Regions from separate parts of the Mus musculus genome. Here region 1 is linked to region 2. Evidence: chromatin contacts called from public Hi-C data. All regions are on one chromosome and are shown on one strand. Each heading gives the region's core, a stretch centred on a gene start, on an enhancer-like site or on the middle of the called end of the contact. The rest is flanking DNA. Distances are from core to core; before and after follow the strand shown.

Evidence for each region. A called contact is a pair of places that touch in the nucleus more often than the background predicts.
Region 1: a contact with region 2 is called in a Hi-C map of forebrain, with 2.5 times the contacts expected there. The contact joins the promoter of Cxcl14 here to the enhancer-like site in region 2. A contact is called at or near these places in 3 of 484 Hi-C or Micro-C datasets (embryonic stem cells and forebrain), 2 of 115 datasets of contacts at active chromatin or transcription factors (both in embryonic stem cells) and 2 of 9 other capture datasets (adipose tissue and pancreatic islet).

What each region holds. Positions count from the first base shown.
Region 1 is chr13:56,294,349-56,299,507 of GRCm38.p6, forward strand. It overlaps Cxcl14 (chemokine (C-X-C motif) ligand 14), which reads right to left and starts at 2,203. Exons shown (of 4, transcript NM_019568.2): 1 at 1,762-2,203; 2 at 1,478-1,583. The coding sequence starts at 1,825.
Region 2 is chr13:56,220,241-56,225,549 of GRCm38.p6, forward strand. 4930550C17Rik (RIKEN cDNA 4930550C17 gene) reads right to left here. Exons shown (of 5, transcript NR_131023.1): 5 at 1,984-2,870. Among named protein-coding and RNA genes, the nearest start is that of 4930550C17Rik, 21 kb to the right of the region's middle. Within about 2 kb of position 1,856, at least 75 of the 459 cell types and tissues checked have an H3K27ac peak or open chromatin away from gene starts, as enhancers often do. A contact at or near this core is called in forebrain, where this site is marked.

The DNA of each region.
Region 1 (5,159 bases), core at 953-3,452, 74 kb after region 2:
ACACACACACACACACACATTTTAAAAAAGGAATCTGGGCTTTCCCATGCCCTGATTGCAAGGACTTGTACTCAAAACACACACTGATTCCCCCTGCCCCCAGCAGAGATCTCTGGATGCCTCAGAGTGAACTGGAAATCTTGCCTTCAGCCTTTGTGGCTGAAAACCTATTTTGGCAAAAAGTAAGGGTCCCTTGTCTGATAGATGGGAAGAGGAACCTCTGGTCTGTTAAAAGATAGGGTGGGAAGGGAGGCCTAAGGAAGGTGGTCTCAGGTGGCCCCTGGAAGGTTCCCCAAGGCTACAGGAAGCCTTCTTTGCCTGGAATTTCCCCTCTCTACACAGAGAAGTTTAGTCAAGGAAAGCCTGCCTGGGGACGATCCTCTTCTTTTTGAGTTGCTGATGCTATTTTTTTTCTCCCGCAAGGTCTCTCAAAAACAATTTGCAATCTTTTCTGACATTTTGGACCCCCTAACTAGAAATTCTATTGTTCTTGTGACTCTTGCTGGGAGCATTTTAACCCTGAGCCAGCCCACACGGAAAAGGGTAGTTTTCCCTTCTCTGACAAGGGCAGGGGAAAGGATGTTAATTGTGAAGCTCATGACTCGGGTCAGCTCAGGCCCTGTGGCTCTCTGAGTTCCCTGAGCTTCAGCGGATGGAGGTGGTGAGGTGCCGGGTGGGGGGTGTGCCCTTCCTTCACAGACGCTGCGTGAAGGCCTTTGGGCAAGCAAGGGCAGCCGGTGGAAGGCACTTGCCCAGACCGAGAATAAAGTGTGTCCTGTTTCTGGGGGAGGGGAAGAGGGGCCAATGGTCCATGGCAAATATTTGGGAGCTGTTTTGCCAAGGGCTGCCTTCCTGGCCAAGAGTGTATTGATGGGAAAACGGCAGCGCTGGCTTCAAGTAGTTAATTGGGAAGGCTGAGGCGCAAGGAAACTCAGTGTTCTCTCTCTGCCCCAGTTTTTAAGACTTTGCCGGCATCCCCACTAAGCAGGCTGCGGTGGTGGCATGGCACATTAACCCCAGCAGAGCCCTTTCTCCAACATTGTTCAGATGCACGGACCCACAAGGCAGAAGAGACAGGAGCATTCTCACATTGAAAGCCCTGGGAGCCCCAAAGTGTCCACCCGTGGGGCGCTGAAAGGAAAAGTTAACTTCTCTCTTCAGTAAGAGGAAGGCAGCCCAGCCGGCCCAACAGGCCGGGTGCGTGTCCCGAGTGGATCTGGTGAAGATGGATGTTCTAAGCGGGCGCACCAGAACCACTAACTAGCCTACAATAAACCTCGCCTGCCACTTTGAATCCTAACAAGGACAGGCTCAGAGGGACCGGCCAAAGACACCCTCATCCCCTTTCCGCAGACTCTCAGGCAATGTCCCCAGGACTTGCCAGTCGGTCTTGTCAAAGGCAGAGAGAAAGGCTGTTATCAGTCCGATCTAACCCTAGGTTGGGCTCCTCCACAGGATATGCTACCCCAGAACTCACATAACCATCTTCTCCTCGCAGTGTGGGTACTTTGGCTTCATTTCCAGCTTCTTCACGTCGCTGTAGCGGATCTTGGGCCCCTTCCGGGAACACTTACACTTGGACCCTGCGGAAGAGCGCGGCCGGGCTGCTGAGTCGCCGCCGTACAGGTCTCCGCGACCGCCCAAGGTGTCCGCCCGGGATCCACCCCCCCACCCCCCGCCCCGGGTTCCAGGATGCCTAGGTGGTGCTTGGGGTCCCTAGGACGGGGCAGGACCGCGACAGAGGGCCCTCGCGGCACTCACCGTCCACGCGCGAGGCGCACAGCGCCAGGAGCAGCAGGAGCAGCGCGGCCGCCAGGAGCCTCATGCTGGCCGGAGGGGCGCGGTGGGGAGCAGGGAGGCAAGGAGGGCGCCGGCCTGTGCGTGCGGCGGCCGGGGGATGCCGCCCGGCTTGGTTCTCGGTTTCAAGCACGCCTCTCTCTGCTCTGCTCGGCTCGCTCCAGCTACGCCCGTCGATGGGTGCTCCTGCCGTCTGTCGCGGTGCCGCGCTGCGCTTGGCGCTGGGTGCTGCGATCTCCCCACAGCTTCCCTCCGCCCACCCTGGCCTCTTTTAAATTCGCTCCTGCCCTCTCGGAGAGCGAGCTCATTAATATGCAGAACCACTCGGTGACTCACTGAGATTTCTCAATGTGGTGGGGGGAGGAGATCTCCCAGACCGCCCTGCCGCCCGCCCCGGACCCATCGCGATCCCAGCGGCGCACACTCGGAGCCACGCGCGCACACACGGACACACTCACATCCGCTACCCTCTCGCTCCACAGCACGCCCGCCTTTACGCTTGCACACCCATACCTCAGTGCCTTGGAAGAAGGTCAGGCGGGAGCACGGCCTGCTGAAGGGTGCTGCTTTTCTGTTTCCTGTGGACACTTCTCAGAACACACAGGTTTACTGTCCGAAGCCACCGAGAGACCCAGGCTTGGCTCAAATCCTAGAGTTTTCAAGCAGGTGCCAAGTGAGAATGCCAGCAGGCCCGCCCCCTGCGGTGTTGGGCTCTATTGTGCTTGCTGGGCTCGTGGTCCAAGCTCAAGGCCAGGTGGGATTAGGGGCTCATCACAGGTTAAGTCTTTGATCAAGTCACTGCTTCGCAGACTGGGGGGTGACAAGTGGTGAGGGCTAAGCAACTCCTAGGAGGGGTCTATAGTATGATGTTCATGTGTGACTATCTAGGGGCTGTGAAGAAACCGGGGTACTTGTCATATACATTCATAAGAATCTGTAGGGCCAGGTAGAGCTCAGTAGGCAGCTATGACCATGGTAACAGGAGGGAGGCCGCCCCACCTTGTGAACATTGCACCAGACGGTGGTGGATGTAATTCCACCCTACCCCTCTATTCGCCAGCACACGGCTCTCCATTAAACGGCTTCCGTTTACTCTCTGTAAACCTGTGGGTTGTCATAGTGCCCATCCAAGGCACCTGTGAGAAGGACATACGATCATACAGAGCAGTTGTCAGGATGCAGGACACCATGCTCAGACGATGGTACTTAGGGGCATCATTTTGTGTATATATTTTATTCGTCACTTTGACTGGGGCAACTTCCCTCAAATTGGTACTTTTAAGTTGTTCATTCGCCAGGGCAGAAACAGGCACAGTGAGGAAGAAACATCTCACCCAAGGTTTTAGAACCAGGAAGCAGGTGACTAAGCCAGGAGGGCCTATGGATATGTGACTGCAGAGTAGGACCACTCTACTGTCTTCAAGCCCCTGCATTCTGGTGAAGTGCTGCTTTGACCCAGTGACAGGGTCCAGGTATCTTAGGCTCACAGAGGGCTAGCCTTGGCTCCCAGACTATGGTTTGCACCTTGCTGTGTTGTTAGCCTGGAAGCTCCTAGGGGTGCGAGTACCCAGAGGGGCTTCTGGGTGGGTGGGGGAGTGGTAGTTGGCTAACTGCAGAATCTGTACTTTCTCTTTTCTTCTCTTCTGTGTGCCTCTAGGGGAAGCTGTGCTTAAAGAGCAAGCAGAACCCACACCCGCCATTTCACCTGTCCTTAAAGTCACAATGGCATTGGGACACTGGGCTCAGCAGAGGGAATGCAAGATAATTTTTGCCATTTATTACACTAAAAGATTAAAATTTGGGCTAGACCCAGGTTTAATTCCCAGCCCCGACAATTGTCTGTAATTCCAGTTCCTGGGGATCTGACACCCTCACACAGACATACCTGCAGGCAGAACACCAATTTATACACAATAAAAGTACATATATTTTTAAAAAGATTAAAAATTGTTTCATGTATAGCAGCATGGGTTTATTTCAGAAATATAAGAAAACTGGCAGTTTTATCCACTCAGAGGTCTGCACCAAGATGAAAACAGCACCACCTTTGGAGCTTGAATGCATGCGCACAGCTAAGAGCCCCTGTACGTCTGGTGTGATGATCTGCCTGTTGTAGCATTCTTCATGTCTCTTTAAAAAAATGATGTTATTCAAAACCAAGAAGTCTGTGTCTGACATCAGTTGATCTGCATGTGACTTTGAGCAAATGACTCTTATGCCTTAGTCGTCCTCTTCTGTGAGAGGGGATGATAATGGTACTTCCAGCACAGCGAGGAAGAAAGTCTAACAATGGCTGTCTCCCAATGGAAAGCCCGAGAAGCCAATCGCTGTTCAGTCTGTGAGGCTGGATGTCTCAGCTAATCTTTAGTACTCATCAGAATCCCAAAGAAGGCTCTAATACCTGCCTCAGCAGCAGGTTATAACTTGGCCGTGAGAAAAGCAGGCCGAAGGCAAAAGCGCCTTTCTTCCATGTCTTTTATGTAGGCTGCCATGAGAGGGCGTGGCCCAGATTTAGGCCGGGTCTTCTGACCCCAAATGATCTGGATTTAAGATGTGTCTTCCTACCGCAAATGATCCAATTAACTAAAAAATCACTCACAGCTATTCCTAGCTGTTTGGGTTTTTAATTAATTCCAGATGTAGTCAAGTTGACAACGGAGAATAGCCATCACAGGGAGGAAACTACACCTGAGAATTTGGTTACCTTTTTCTTTTTACACTCGCTGAGCACCGGCTATGGGCCAGGCTCAGTGCAGGCACTGGGGACTTACCTGTTCCCAGGAGAGGGTCTAAGCGCCCACCACAATTGTGAGATAACTGTGTAAATTCCTCAGAGGTAGACACCACAAAGAAGCTAGTACCGTGTGTGTGATGTGATTCTGGGCAGAAGTAGGGAAGCCTTTCCAGATGAAGCGATCACCAGCTGGGCTGGCTGCGGAGGATAAGATGGCCGACGGGAAGAAGGCCATTCCTACCTCAGAGCCCTGGCTGAGTGCCCAACAGTGACTATTCTCTATGGCCAGCCATCATCCTTCCCCCTGCCTTGGAGACCCTGCCTTGCCTTATCTCTCCGGCTGCAGTGTTCCCAGCTGGGGATCTACGCCCTCCTGCCCTCACCCTCCTCATCCTCCCTGCTCATGTCCACCCCTCAGACTCAAGCACTCCAAGTTCTCTGGCAGCCCAGTTGCAGTTGCTCTCTGTGCCATGACCATTTTTAGGCACAGCGCTCGCTACCATGGCAGACAGCGTTGCTTTCATGTTCGTTGTGGGTGTACTGTAGGGGAACTTCTCAGCCACCTACATCTTCAGTGAGCCTCTGAGGTGGTTTGAATGAAAATATCCCCCACAGACTCAGGTGTTTG
Region 2 (5,309 bases), core at 606-3,105:
GTGCCTGGCAAGGACTCTAAAGTCTAAATCAGGAACTCGCAGGAGGGTTTTGAGAGAGGAGGAGTTGGGGAGCCTCTGTTTGACACGAAGAGTAAGAATGGTTTGGATAATGTCTGACTCATATTTAGGTAATTCTGGGTACTGGAGTAGTTCTGACCCCAAAGGCTTAAGACAAAAAGCAACGTCTAATTGCCCAATGAATTGGTCATGCTGTCCTCAGACTCAAGGACCAGAAGCCAGCAGTCTTCCTTATGCTTGGCTAAAGACTCCTCAGACTTCAGGAATACTCCTGCCTGGCTCTACCTTCTCCTGTTATTGCCACATTGTCTCTGAAGGTAGAAATTAAGGGCAGGGACCACCAGCCGGGGGGGGGGGGGGGGGGGGGGGGGAGGATAGGCCCTTCCTGGTCTGTGAACAGACAAGCCCCTGCCCTGCTCCCATCAAATTCTCCAGGGCTTGAAGTCCCTGCTGGTCTTCCTCAGAGGGCTTGGAAAAGGGTCCCCTGAATTCCAAGGAGAGATTTAAAGGAAACCTTTAAGGTAATTTAAGCCTTTAAGTATCACATCGTATTAAATATGTGTATACATATATAGTCTAGATCCCACATTACATTGAATTATATAGCATTCTAGAAGTTTTACATGTGACTATTACACAGCCTTACACTACAATTTTTCCTTAAATGTCGATTAATTTGAATTATGTGGGTTCTTCTTTTTTTTAATTTGTAGAATTTTTTTTTTCCAGTTTCAAACATTTCCATAAATCCTTCCGAGAAAAATCCTGAGGCTTTGTGTTTCTGTTTTGTGGGGTTGTGGCGGTGGGTGGGGTCGGGTAGGAGACCGCCTGATCTCCTCTATCCCCTCTGCCGACCTCCATCAGTCCTCCGGGAGGTGCCAGATTGTGTGGGCGGCGTCGCCTGGGGATGGTGGGATGGGACTCCCACCCGACTGAGGCTGCGGCGCCTTCTCGGGCTGGGTGGGGAAACTCCATCAGTGTGGCTCTCCCCTCCCCCTGGGTCGGAGAGGAGGGAGTGGAGGGCTCTCCAATTGGAGAGTCTTTCATGTCTTTGTTTTTGCAGTGATTAACCCGTCCGAGCGCGCTCCGAGCGTGGCTCCAGGCAGCGCCGGGTGGGGGTGGAGGTGGGGAGGGGACCGAGGGCAAGGCCTGGGAAGGGGTGGGGGCGACTCCAGGCTTTGTCGCTTTCAGGGGAACTTTGCTACCATAGCAATGGAGCTTTCTAAGGCCTGACTTTGATTTCGATCCCATTAAAAGAGCCTGTCTGCTCAGTCTCGCGAGTGGAGAGGGCGTTCCGTCCTCACTAGCTTGCCCTGTGCCCTCCCTACTAGGGGTGGGCAGGATGCTGCAGCGCCAGGAGAGCTGAGCCCGCAGACCCGGCGAGCAGAGCACGTTGGGGGTCGCTGGGATGGGCCCCCAGCCCCACACGCCCACTCCCTAGGGAGCTGCGTCCGGTCTGTAGCCTTGGGACTGGGGCGAGGCGAGCTGTCCAGCCCCGGCCGGCCAGAGGGAGGCCCGGCACCTGCCGGTTGTTCCACCTCTGCATGCATTTCACACTTTTCTATCCTGTTAGGCACCGCGCTCCTCTGTCGACGCGGACTCGTCTAACGCCCTGTTTTTGTTTTTTGGTGGTTTTTTTTTTTTTAAGTGCCATGTAGGCTTAATCTAGTTAGACGATTTTCTGCTTAAAATTGCATTGTTAAAGGCAATTGTTTAAAAGTGGGCCGAGGGCGAGGGCGCTCAATCTTTGAACCGGACGGGGTTGGCAGTCCTAGGCTGTGCACCGGTGGCGCACTGCACTGATCGGCCAGCGCCGGGCCAGAGCCCGGAGGGGGAGGGAGACACGGAACAATCTTCGGGCTTTCTACGGCTGGCCGAGCTATTAGCGCCGTTTACCCAAGCGCAAACAGATGCAAATGTCTCCGAAAACGTCGCACAAAGCTGTGCAGACAGAGGCGGCCTCTTCCGGTCTCAATAGCACTTTATTCCCAGTCCAGCGTCCTCCGAGTGGAGGGAAAGGGTCCGCACGCATTTTTTCACATTGGCTGGAAGTGGGTGGGGGCAGACAGAGCCTGCCACCGCTTGTGCTACACACTCCAGCTGCTGCGCGTTGAGGACCGGCCAGAGGGTGCAATGGCTCTGGGGACGCCAGACCTGGGGCCTGGAGGAGACAGCGGCGGGACTAGTGCTGTGGGAGGCGTTCTGAGAGACTTCGGATCTTTTCAGGTCCACAAAGGCCTAGCTAGCGTAATGGTCACGCTAGCACGAAAGGGCGAGTGCCCGCCACACCGGAAAAAAAGTGGGATCACACTTCCACAAGAACCAGAAGTAGTAAACTTGCAGTTGGGGTGCGCAACGGGTGTCACTGCACTCCTATCCTCGAGGAGAGCTAGCCAGAGTGCTCCTTGCTGGGCCCCTTGAGGAGGCTCGGAGACTCGACTAGCCCAGGGATAGCTCCTGCTTAGGGTCGGTCAGGCATCTTCTAATCTCACCGGCAGAGAATTCTGGTTTAGGAGGAGTCGTACAACTTGACCCTATGGAAGGCGATGCGGGAACTTCTGGCCTTCAGAGCAGAGAAGACCTGCCAGTAAAAGAGAGAGGGAGGGAGGGAAAAAGAGAAAGGGGGAGGAGAGAGGGAGATGAGGGAGAACAGAACAGATGGAGATTCAGCTGGTGTGCCCCAAGTGTGGTCCAGTGGTCATCATTTCCAGCTTAAACCCAGCCCTTCTTTCCAGTAGGGTTCATGCAAGAAAACTTCCGGCCTCGGGGCCAGGAATCTGGCAACACCACAGGCACAGTCCGGGAGCTGCATCAACTCTTCATACTTAAGCCAAAAAGTCCGTTCACTGGAGCTAGGGAAAACACAAGGATCTCACCAATAAAGGGGTCTTTAGGCTTCAGGGAGAGTTCAGGCTTCCATAAACTTTACCAAGGTCCTTTTTCACTATTGTTTCTCAGTGTCAGGGGAATAAATGAATGAGTTTGGGAGGGATATTCTGCGTAGGGAAGAATCCTTTCCAGATAGGACTCCTCACACCCACATCTTCTATCTGCCTCATTCTCCCAAATGGTTTCACGTTCCAGTGTCATCGATGGCTTTGTCAGCCTCGAAGTTTTATCTAGCTATCTATCAGTTTTATCTAGCCCAAACCCACACTAAGAGCAGGCGGTACATTTTAACACCAGTCCAGATTTAACTGCTCAGAGAAGGTGTTTTGAATGGTCATGACCGGGTGATGAGGACTCCACGTTGAGTTGTCTAGCCAACAGTGCAGAGCCAGGATTTGAACCCTGGTAGTTCATGCCAGTGTCCCTATGCAGTCTACTGAGTTTGTTACAAATGCAGCTTCTTTCTCCTCTAACCCCAACGTCACCCGCAGCTCTTGAGATTCTTTTCTCAGAGTTAGAGGGCCGCAGCCTCTCTCCCAAGAGGCTCATCCAGGTCGCCTGGGGCAGGTGCAGGGCTGGGCGGGCTCATGGGGCGGGGTGGGGGGCGTTATCTCCTGAGCTGTGGCGCCCCGCACATCTGTTTATCTCTGAAGCCGCGCTGGATTGGATTTCCCCATGATGTTTATCTCCCTCCGAGGAGCAGTGCGCAGCGGCTACGCAGAGCGCAGCTGCTGGGCATTGATTGACAGGTGGGAAGCTGGGCCTCCCGCCTCTCCTGCATCTGGGTGGGGGCTGCTTCGTTGTCCACCGCCCACCCAGATTTTAGAGCGCTGCAGGTGAGCATGCTGCTGGCAGCCAGGTGCCTCCCGGGTCTTTGGTCCTGGCAATTAGGGACCACTTAACTGAGGCAGAGACAGCCTAGTTAGGGTCACCGGCAGGGAGAGGGGCGGCAACAGACTAGTGAAAAGATGGATGAAGGCCTAACAAGTCATTTCCTAACTTGTCAGAGAGGCAGCCAAGAGGAACCCAGAGAAGATCCTCAGAAGTGCTCTCTGCTCCTGAGTCCTTGGGGGCGCCTAGGACCACCAAATAGTTGTTAAAGAAGGTGCAATAAGGCCCAGAGTAGGACCACTACAGGAGGCTGTGGAGTTTAGAAAATGCCAGGAGGTGGCCTCTCTCCGTGCTCCTCTCTGGCCTTGCAGTGAGTACTTGTATGTAATCACCTGAAGTGACAAGTCTTATTTACACATTGACCTGGTTCTGTCTGGTTGTCTGGTTGGCATTGACTCTTCATTGAGGAGACATTGACTTATTTTACACACTCCACAAAGTAACCAGCTAGTAGCAATTACTCCAACGTAAGTAAATCGAAGGGCTGTTTTAATGGTCATAGGGTCCACGGGGTATGACTGAACACTGACTGGGCTCTGGAGACCCACTCATCTGTTCCAGAGAGCTAAGAAGCGTGAGTTCTGGAGTAGAGATAGAACTGGCCCCAGCAGCTCTGGAGGGCCCTGTGTCTCTGCACTAGGATACAGGTCTCCAGGCTGTCAGATGGTCCACAGATGCTATCCTGTTAGGTGGCTGGGCTTTATCAAATTAGAAGCCCCAACTTCCAAGGCCTAGGATACATAATAGGAAACATAGTGGAGGGCAGTGGCAGTGTACGCCTTTAATCCCAGCACTTGGGAGGCAGAGGCAGGCGGATTTCTGAGTTCGAGGCCAGCCTGGTCTACAGAGTGAGTTCCAAGACAGCCAGGGCTACACAGAGAAACCCTGTCTCAGAAAATCAAAAAAAAAAAAAAAAAAAAAAAACAAAAAACAAACAAACAAACAAACAAACCCCAAAACCCCACAAAAAAACAAAAAGCAAACAAACAAAAGCATGAGCTGGAGATTACAGCGGGCTGCTGAGTGAGATGCTTTCTCAAAATAAGCTGGGTCTGGTGACAGATGGCTGAGATCCCAGCACTTGGGAGGGGAGTCAAGCACCCTCTATGCCTCTGATGCAGAGGACTTTGAGTACACCTGTCACAGTCAATGGCTAACCTTTGCAGTGATGGTTGGGAGTCTGGAGAGACTTAGGAGTTCAAGGACAGCCTTAGCTCCTTAAGAAGTTCTAGGTTAACCTGGGCTACATGAGACCTTACACCCCCCTCCCCCCAAAAAATTCAAAGACAAAGAACGACACAAAGACAAAGTAAAACAAACAGGAAGACCAGACAACAAATAGCACTTGGGATACCAACAACAAAATCAGCCCAGACACAACAGAAGACAAAGTAGCCTAGGGATGCTGAGAGGGGTCTGCTGAGTGTTTATAACAGAAATTGTGTTGGACTCAGGCTTACTTCTTTCCAGACAGGACCTTTGCTACCTGGAGGTCCAAAGGGAGGCACAAG